2 separate regions of the Sus scrofa genome follow, and region 2 is linked to region 1. Evidence: chromatin contacts called from public HiChIP or PLAC-seq data. All regions are on one chromosome and are shown on one strand. The core of a region is the stretch at or near the end of the contact, and the rest is flanking DNA. Distances in the headings are between cores, read along the strand shown. Region 1 holds the start of CAST (calpastatin). Region 2 holds the start of LNPEP (leucyl and cystinyl aminopeptidase).

Evidence for each region. HiChIP or PLAC-seq counts read pairs in DNA pulled down with a chosen protein or histone mark.
Region 2: an H3K27ac HiChIP or PLAC-seq map of alveolar macrophages shows a contact between it and region 1. The contact joins the promoter of LNPEP here to the promoter of CAST in region 1. A contact is called at or near these places in 1 of 47 Hi-C or Micro-C datasets (heart right ventricle) and 1 of 2 datasets of contacts at active chromatin or transcription factors (alveolar macrophages).

Annotation. Positions count from the first base shown.
Region 1 is chr2:103,253,897-103,258,763 of Sscrofa11.1, forward strand. It overlaps CAST (calpastatin), which reads left to right and starts at 2,757. Exons shown (of 31, transcript NM_214067.1): 1 at 2,757-2,786. The coding sequence starts at 2,757.
Region 2 is chr2:103,566,969-103,572,124 of Sscrofa11.1, forward strand. It overlaps LNPEP (leucyl and cystinyl aminopeptidase), which reads left to right and starts at 1,398. Exons shown (of 18, transcript NM_001105291.1): 1 at 1,398-2,013. The coding sequence starts at 1,995.

The DNA.
Region 1 (4,867 bases), core at 1,507-4,006:
TGCCACCCAAGTGAGGATGTGTTAAAAAAAACCACATAACTTCAGCTAAACTCTAAGTTCCTAGAGGGCAGGGAATGTGTATTTTAACCTTTATATCACTCCCTCTACAGTTTCTTTCACTGTGCTTTACATGGAAGCCTTTCAAAATATAAAACTAATTGGTTTAAGTACAACTTAAAATACCTCATTAGAAAATACCTCAAACTTTAACTTCCAGAATTAGAGTAATGTACTCAGGGACCCTGAATCTAGGCCCTCTAGGATCCTGAGAATAATGGTTTCAGTTCACAGGCCTGGAGGTGGGCTATTACCTCCCCCCTTTAGTTTTGTGTTTGCTTAAATGACAGTAGGTGTTTGGTCACTATCACAAAAGCATTTTTCAGGCTTATGACACACTTTTTCTGATTATGAATGTAATTGATGCCACCAATCAATTTTTATTGCATGGACCATCATAGGCCCCACATCCAAGCTGATTCATTTTTAGGTATAAATTCCTGCCTTACCACCTTTTTTGGGGAAATACCAGATACATAGATAGTAAGTGGGGAACCCTTTTAAAGGAACTGTATATTAAATCACTCCTCCATGTACTCCCCATTAAGAATGAGCCTAGGAGTTCAGTCTTGGCTCAGCGGTAACTAAACTGGCTAGTATTCCTGAGGACTCGGGTTCAATCCCTGGCCTTGATCAGTGGGTGAAGGATCTGGCATTGCTGTGAGCTGTGGTGTAGGTTGCAGATGTGGCCTGGATGCGCTCTTGCTGTGGCTGTGGCAGTGGCTATCAACTGTAGCTCCAATTCTGCCCCTAGTCTGGGAACTTCCATATGCTGCAGGTGTGGCCCTAAAGAAATAAAAGACAAAGAAGAAAAAAAAAAAAAAAGAGAGAGAGAGAGAATGAGCCTAGCCTGTCCTTTGAATAAAAGGAAGTCAAAATCCCTAAAAATGAGAAAGAAGAAGGAAACAAGAATTCCCTTCTGCCAAGTTCCACATAGCATGACAAACCTTTCCTTAAAATCTGCCCACTCTCTATCCAACTGTCTAAAACAACTAGGCAGAAAGCTGTGACCCTGAGGCCCAAACTGGCAATGCCATTAGAGGTTTTCTTCTGTCACATCTGGTCACAAACCAGCAGCAACCTCAGGCAGAAAGTCTCAGCAGATGAGCGTTTTTTTGGTCAGGCTTACTGCATTTCACTTCAGGCTTCTTGCATTTCACCGCCCCAAACCAGGAAGTGCTGTTTAAGATGAGCCTAAGACAAAAGTAACCTAGCATCAGAAACAAAATTTGCCAGCCTCCAGAAAAAGGCAGTATAGGGGGTTAAGTTTGGGAATGTTCTTTATTTTGGTTTAGAACCTACAGCTTCCTCCCTGTAAAACATCATTAAACTTTCAAAACTGCACACACACACACACACACACACACACACACACACACCCCTGCCAAGTTAAATCACACACACACGCACCAGTTTGTTTTTGTAATATGCTTTTTGATCCAGAAGGTCCAGGCTTGGGCCATACTTCAGTTGGTAAATTCTTCTCCTATAGCAGAAAAGGTGTCTAATTCTTGAGATTCTTAGGCAGGAGGTTGGAGGCATAGACAGGCCACGCCCGGTCCCGCTCTCACATTGCACAATCTTAAGCCAAGTCTGGGCAAGTCGAAGGAGGAACCCCGAGACCTCCAGCTCCTCCTTTCTTGGGGATCTCAGCCGACCTGGGGTGTTGGGGAGAGGGGGCAACACTGGGTAGAGGTACAGGCTGAGAGTGTTAAGCTGCGGGCGGGAGCCCTGGGCCGCTGCAGCCCAGGCTCAGCCAGTGGCTGGCAGGAAGGGGAGGGCCCAGCCAGGAGAGGGGGAGCCCCCACGCAGGGTTCGGGGCTGGGTCGGAAAAGCTGCCTCACGGGCGCGCCCGCTGGGCCCTCCGCTCCCTCCCTCCCTCCTAGCGTTCCCGCCCCGGGCCTCCCTCTCCCTTCCAGTCTCCGCTGTGCCCTCCCGGAGGCAGCGCTCTCCAAGGCCTTACCATGTCCCAGCCGGGCCAGAAGCCCGCAGCCTCCCCACGTCCCCGGCGAGCTGCTGCGGCCCGCCACACCCAGGAGGTGAGTGGCACTCCTGCCAGAGCCACAGGGCTGGGCGCTGGGAGGACCTCGGCCCCAGGCCCCCGGAGCCATGCGCTACTTCCTTTGGGGTAGCCTGCCAGGGCCAGATGCCCCATGGGCCCCCTCCTGGGCCGGAGAAGGATGCGAGACTCTGTACCAGCCTCTGGGCAGGTGGTTGGAGGTGGCCAGGGGTTGCCGGGCCTCGGCCAAGCGCATAGGGCGTGGCATAAACCAGATTGAAGGTGGCCCACTTGGGGAAAAGTTGGTTGCTGAGACTGGGGTAAAAAGCAGATGAGGATAAAAGGGGAATAAAGTTCATCTGGACCCCCAGAGAGTGGGGGTCTTTTTCGTAAAGTGATAAAAGTCAGGACTGCAGGGCGTGGCTGCCTGGAGAAATAACACTTCTTCCCTAACCGGCCTAGAGCCAAATCGGGGTGGGGCGGGGCGGGGCGGGGCCGGCTCAACCCAGTGGGGGTGGGGCCCTACCTCGGCCCCGCCCAGATGCCTTCCTCCCTGGCAGCAGTGGGGCTTACAGAACTCAGGACCAACCAGGTCCAGGGCTGGAGGAGTGTGAGCCAAACCCCTTCTGCGCTGCATCCCGTGTTCTCGCGTCCTCTCCGGGTTCTACTCTGCGCGACTCAGAGCAAATTGGTTGTCGCCATGGCATTCGCAAGCTGGTGGTACAAGACGGTAAATAGGAGTGATCGTGCCTGGGCAGGACCGGGAAGGGAATGTGCTTTCTGGGCGTGCAGGCCAGTTTATTGTCCAGGGTTTGGTGAGGAAGGGGTGGGGACCAGTTGTGACCTCCTCTCAGACCTTCAGGTTAGGCTCCTGGAGAGGGTGAGACGCACCCTGCTGTGGTATGTGCAAGCTAGCTCAGACGTGCAAGTCGTTGGTGTGAGCAAAAGCACCAGGCTGTGCTCACGCTCCCAAGTTGAATGGAACAGGAATTGTTGCTGGAGGAATTCAGCCCTTGGACACGGATTCCTGAATGAACTCCTACTGGACTCAAGAGAGCTCAGATTTAGTGTTTGTTTTTAAGGCATAAGTAAAGCTCAAAACTTTTAGAGGCTTGTTGGACGTACATTCTCCACTGCAAAGGAGGAGAGGCAGCTGGAATGAGGGCAAGTAGAAAATCCAAAACTCCAAGGAGCAGAAGAAACTGACATCAAGACCGATGTTTAGAATGAGAGAGCAGCCTCTGCTCTGTGTTTTATTACTTTGGATGAGGGACCTAGATGTTTCATTTGTTTAATGCATTGAATGCCTTTCCAGACAATTAGGTGTGATAGCCAGTCAAGCTGGTGCTTGTAAGGCTTTGAATCAGGAAGTGTGACTTAATGTTACAATGCCCCCCCCCCAAAAAATACACAAAAGTTTTGTAAACAGAATAAAAATAGTTATATCCCATTGATATATGGTGAAAAATTTAAAATGAGTCCTCTCAGCATGTGCTAGGATGTTGTTATCAGATACTCTTTAGAGAGAAATCTTGTGTTGGAATCTGTAAACTGTCCCTTTTCAGCCAATGGGTGTTCACTGAGTATCTAATGTATGCCAGACCCAGTACTAGTCTTGAAGTACACAGTGGAAAACCAGACAGAATTCTTGTTCTCACAGGGCAATGGGTCAACCTTTTTGAAACTGTTTCCACATCTATAAAATTGGGGTGGTAATAAGTACCACATAAGAGTTGGTGAAGAGTAGATTCATGAATCAAATTACCATGCTTATATGCCTTTAATGATTGGGAATTCCTGTTTCCCCTAAGATGTTTCTTCATGAATGCTTCCCATTACACTTTCTGGGTTTTTAAAATGTTTCATCTTATTGATGTTCTAAAAGCAAATGTTTGCTTTGCGTCATTATTGTCCTAAGGTTCTTATCAAAAATGCCCAACTTGAATTACCTGCAAATATGGATGGCAGTGGTTCAGGGCTGACATCAGTCTTCTTTCAAATTCATGATTCTTTAAAGGAAATTATGCTGGAATATCTGGATGAAGATTGTTTAAATCTATGCTTTTAACCTTGTTATGTTTAGGCATAGTTTGACATTTTAGCTAAAAACTTCTCTTGTAATATAATTCTGGAACTATTAGAATTTTTTTTTTTTTTTTTTTTTTTTTTTGCTAGTAGGAACCTCCTGAATCAGCAAACTGCCTATGATCAAGCTTTGACTTTGCCCAAACTAGTGCTGTCCAGTAGAAATATAGTGTGAGCCATATATGTAATTTTAAATTTTCTAGTAGTCACATAAACAAAAGCAAAAAGAAACAGGTGAAGTAAATGCTAATAACATTTTATTTAACCCTCTATTTCCCAACCATTGTTATTTCAACAATCAATGTGCAAATCATTGAGATATTATACATCTTCTTTGTCATATTAATTCTTAAAAATCCAGCATGTATTTTATACTTAGAGCTCATCTCAATTCATACTTGATGTATTTCAAGTGAGCAATAGGCATGAGTGGCTAATAGATCGGGTATTGACCAGTATAGTTTTAGACGTGGGTTTCTAACTGGTTTTGCTAGGTGGCTATGAAGGCATGATCAGAGAACATTTTTAGAATTAAATGAAATTTGTGAACCATTTTTCCACAACAAAGTACACACATACACACATAAAAGCCCATCCATAAATCCGCTGAAGATCTATGGAGACAATTTATAACACACACACATACATGATATTTATGTTTTTATATACTATTATATATAAGATTTATGCAATTTATTTACACAAAAATTTTATACAAAAATACAA
Region 2 (5,156 bases), core at 148-2,647, 310 kb after region 1:
CCTGCCTTGCATTCTTGAGAGGAAGATTCATAGTAATGTAAGAACAAACAAAACGTTGAGAGCCTTAAGTGCTGTGACTACAATAAAGCAGAACCCAGTCTTTATAGAATAGACCATGTTTGCACCTATTTTCCATTGTGTGGCCAGGAAAGAGCTCTTCTCAGAGAAGCCCTTTGAGATGAGACTTAAAATACAAGAAGGAACCAGCAGTCGAAGTACCATGCAGAAGGAACAGTTCTTCCATGAGGACCATGCAGTTGGAATGGTTTAATGTAAATTGGCGACTTTAAGGAACAGCCAGAAAGCCTCTGTGGACAAAGCATAGTAAGCACGTGTAGGAGATAAAGTCCTAGAGTTAGGGAAAGAGTTTCGCTTTTATCCTAAGTGTGATTGGTAGCCACTGGAGATTTTAAAGCGCAAGTGGGTGATTTAATTCAACAGACATTTAAGAATACAATATTGCAAAATACAATATTTTACTTGGATTTTACTTCTTTGAAACCTAATTTCAATTTCCCACGCAGGTCAAACAACAAACAGTACTGCCAGCCCTGTTTGCCCAGGCTGTTTGCGCTTGCCACGGGCTTGTTTGCACCGGACGCCCTGCTGTTGACAGCCTCAGAGAAGCGTGTGACAGTTGGCAGGCGCAGTGAGGCACAGCGGGAGCCAAGTTGCTGCTGAGGCCAAGGCTGCGTTTGGGGAGGACAGAAGAGCGATGAGGGGCAGGAGGCGATGCAGCGCGCCCCGAACTCCGCAGCATAGCGGCGATCCGCACAGAGAGCAAGGGATGATGAAGTGAGGCCTGGAAGAGCATCACCCGGGCTCCCCAGGCCCCTGGTTATTTCATTTCAATGGTTCGCCGGGTCGCCCGGCTTTGACACTGGAAACTATGGGGGCTGGAGACTGGAGTTGAGGGCTCCAGTGCTGGAGGGCGGGGGCGACAAAGAGAGTTTCGCTTTCTCCGGCCTAGCTCTGCTGGCCTGGCCACCTGCAGCAGCGGCTGCACCCCGGGGAGCCGCAGGTGTTGATTTAAGGCTGGCGGGGCAGGCCTTCAGCCCACATCCTGCGGCTCCCGCGGCCCCGGTCTGATCCAGTGCCAGGTTTTGTGATCCGCCTGCCTGTAGATGCCGCGCCCCGATCCGCTAGCCGCCCAGACTCCTTGGGGGTCTTCCCCCACTTCAGTCAGGCCACCGAGAGCATGGGACCTCTGTGATGTGAGCCAGCAGCCCTGCCAAGACGACCCACAGTGCCTGCTCCCTCAAGCCTTAGCAGAGTGAGCTCCCCGGGGCCACACTCCCCAGGGAAACCGAAGCTTCGCAGTCCGGGAGCGACCTTCGTCCATAGATCCTGCTTTGCCTTCAGATCTTGGCTACAGTGGCACCTTCCAGGCCTCTCCTCAACAAGCATCCGAATTAGCGACCCACTCAATCTCCGTCACATCACCTAGATTTAATGCTGAGCTGGGCATTTATATCAATCTCGTGTGTCTTGTGTTTGTTTATTATCTGTCTCTGGAATGTCTCCTCGACGGAGGCAATGACTGTGTTTTACCAGCGCGGAGCTGGGTTCCCGGCTCCTAAGGCCGGGCCGGGCCTGGCCGGGACGTTATAGGCTATCACATTTGCTTAATGACTGACCGCTGTTCTGGGCACTGAAACAGACCGAGTTGCTGGCCTTTTCTGTCAGGGGCGGGGCTTGTTCCGGTCACGCCCCCCCCGGCCCGCCCCCAGATCTAACCCTCTCCCTCCTCTTCACTCCCTGGAATCCGCTGGGGCCTGTGCAGTGCTTTTTCCTCTAGTTTCCCTCGCTCTCTGCAGCTGTCGCTAAAACACGGAGCTGTGGATTTTCGAGCGAGCGGAGCGGCGCCGCTGTTCGCGGCACCTCCCCGACAGACCTCGGCGCTGCGCTGGGCATGCTCAGTTGGTAGGGCCGCTTCAGCGTTCGGAGTAGGAAGCTTGGACGCTCCTGCTGTAAGGAGCTGCGGCCGGGGGAAGATGGAGCCCTTCACCAATGGTGAGTGGGCGGCCGGAGGACCCGGGGTCAGACGCTCTCTGGGGCAAGAGGGTCGTGGGCAGTGTGACACGCGAGGTCGAGCTGCAGTCGCACCGACCGCGGGTTTCCCGTGAGGGCTTAGGGGCAGTGGAGAGGGACGGGGAAAGCAGTTCGAGGCTCGGGGGAGGGGGCGGGAGGCGGCCGGTGTCGCGGAGTTGGGGAGTGGTGTGAAGGTCAGTGCCATCGCTTGCCCAGGGTGGGGGCGTCGTCGGTGTGGCCCGACCGTACGCTCTGCTGCGCGCCCAGGTGGGCGAACAGCAAAGTTTAGGCTGTTTTGCGCAGATCAGGGGGCAACGGGAAAGTTGGCAGCTGCGTTTGCCCGGGAGAAGGGGGTGTTGGCCACAGCTTTTGGGCAGGAAGAGTTAAGCCGCGGCCCTTACCAAAGACAACTTCGGTGGTGCGGCGGGAGCTATCCCCCTGTCCTTCAGCGAGTTGCCGGCGTGACTTTTCCTAATAGGACGGGGTGGGGGTGGGGGCTTAGCAGGTTAATTTAGTGGAAGGAGGAGAAACTTGCAGAAAGGCTTGATCACCCCTGCTGTGTTCCCAGGAGGTTCCTCCCCGCATTGCCACCCTCCAGTCTGATGCGGAGGCACTACGCAGAGCGTTCAAGCTTCCTTTCCCTGGCTTCCGATAACCAGTTTTTCAGTTGAAGACTCATTAAATATCAAGGGTCCGTCACAATGATATCACAATGTGACTTGAGGCCAGAGTCAAAGCAGGAGCCTGCAGGATGCCCTGCAAACAGCCACAGCCCTTTACTGAAAGGAGGGAATAAATCCCACCCTGCTTAAAACGATGGCTTCTGTTTGGACCAGAAGTGCGGGAGTCACAATGTAGAAGTGAGATGTCTTACAGTTTTGCAGCTTTCAGTATTTGGAATCCCTTTGGGGACAGAAAGTAGTGAAACAGCCAGTAAGGGAGGACTCACACCAATATTAGAAGATTCACTTTCTAGTTGACCTTTCACTTTCCTGCGGGTGGTTGATTACTTAATGGTAGATGGTTTGTCGCATTAATGGATGGCAAAGTGAACCCCTGTTTGAGTGGGTCAGTTGCCATCCATGAGTCAGAGACGTGCACTTTGTATCAGACCCTATCCAGACTTTGCTGTTTGCTGTGTTTCATTCATGGGCCTGGGAACCACTCATTATATTCTCCCTGTCCATAATTCAGAATGCTTTATTCTACTGCCATCTTCCTGTCTGTACTATTTAATTAGGCTTAATGATGATAACATTAATTCTGAATTTTCTTTCTCATTCAGGTTCTATTTGTAATTACTAGGGCTCCAAGAGTAGTCTAGTACAGTTACTAAGAAAAATAAGGGAGATTTGAGCTGAAAGGAACCCTGGAGACCATCTGGTACTTTGGTGTAGAACATTTCTAATACAAATCCTTAAATCCTTTCCGATGAGTATTCCAAGGCTTTTTTCTTTGTTTGAGGTAGAACGCTTGGAGCTTCCCTGTTTGCAGGATTTTAAATGTGAAGTTGCCTTTAAATTAAAACAAAACAAAACATTCCCCACAACAAGGCTGAGTCACCCATTTGGTCAAGATTATTGCCAGCTGATTTGGTGAACCTGTGCCCACAGAATTAAAGTACATTCTCAAGTCTTAAAACTGGGGCCTTTTCTCCTTGGCATATGCTGCTCTTGATATGAATATTTGCAAATTGTCACATTTGGAAGGGCAGTGGAAAAGTCCCAGAGAGGAGAACAAAAAAGAAGCAGTGCTTCAACTTTCAGGTCGGAAATTGGATTTCTAATCCTTTCCTATCTATCTTCTGGATTTTCAGAGTCTGTGCTGGAGACAGTTTAGCAATGTATTATTTTAGTTAATATGTTAATCACTCCTTGGAGCCTTATCTAGCAGCCTTTAACAAGCAGAATAGAAACTACAGCATTTAAAGTCAACAAGAAATGAGGTCCTAGAAATTCGAGGTGCTTTTCAGGTTTAAAATAGACTCTATTTATTCCAGAACTTTTGAAGGATAGTTGTAGAATTCTTTAGTGTCTTCAATCAGTACATGGTATAGTGGAAAGTACATTTATCTTTGTACTTAATCCTTTTGAGTATGTGAACATGTATGTCTAGTTCTCCTGTAGGCCTGGGTGTTCTGGTGCAGAGTATTTCATTACTCATAGAGTTTATGATTACAGGATTCATTAAGTTTGGTGTGGGCTTTTGCTGCACATTTATTACCTTTTAATAAAATCTTTACCACTTACACTTTCTCCTATAGCTCTGTGTATGGAGGGAGATGTGAGAGCTTAACAACAACAAAAAGTCAGTAATTTGGGACCACATATCTTTCTGTTAAAATATTGTCAATAATTTCACCATCTAAAAGGGGGCAAACGTAGTTTTTGTTTTGTCCTTTTGGTTTTCAATACCCATCTAGTTCAGTAAGGCTTTTTCTACTGTTCATGTTTTCTGTCAAAACTTGCTGCTGGTATGGCTCATTTTGGGGGTGGAGGGGAATCCTGCTCTCTGCCTGCTAATATAATAATGAATGTATTTGATGACCATCCTGTGTTAACCTGTCAAGGTAACTCACTACTGTAACCCATTTAACATGCATTTCTCCAGAAAGGGCTTAAAAGGAAGGACGTTATTGCCAAGAATTTCCATTTGGCTCAGAAGATATTTTTGGTCTTGCCCTTGGTAGGGACTGGTGACTGTTATGCTGAAGACTACATATCAAGTCTGACTTTGGATCTTTTTTATGGGGAGAGAAATGTGCTGGTCTAGTCTTCAGGATTGGTTTGGCAGTAACTATTATGTCCTGTTAGGTAGGTACAAGTGAAACTCTTAGGAAGTAGTGATTTATATATCACCAGAAAATAAACAGATGAAAAGAAGATAGCAACTCTCTAGGTCTTTTGATAGATATAGCAGATTAGGGCAAGTAATTACATGATGACTGCCTAGTTTTATTTATCCTCATTTGCATGCAGGGTTGGGGTATTTTGGAATAATTTAAATTTATGTTAAGGAATGGAAATGCAAGGCTCACCCTCAGGATCTGATTAATGAGGGCTGAGGTTAGGCCTAGGAATCTACACTTCATTTTAAGAACACTAGAAAGCTCACCAGAAGGGAGG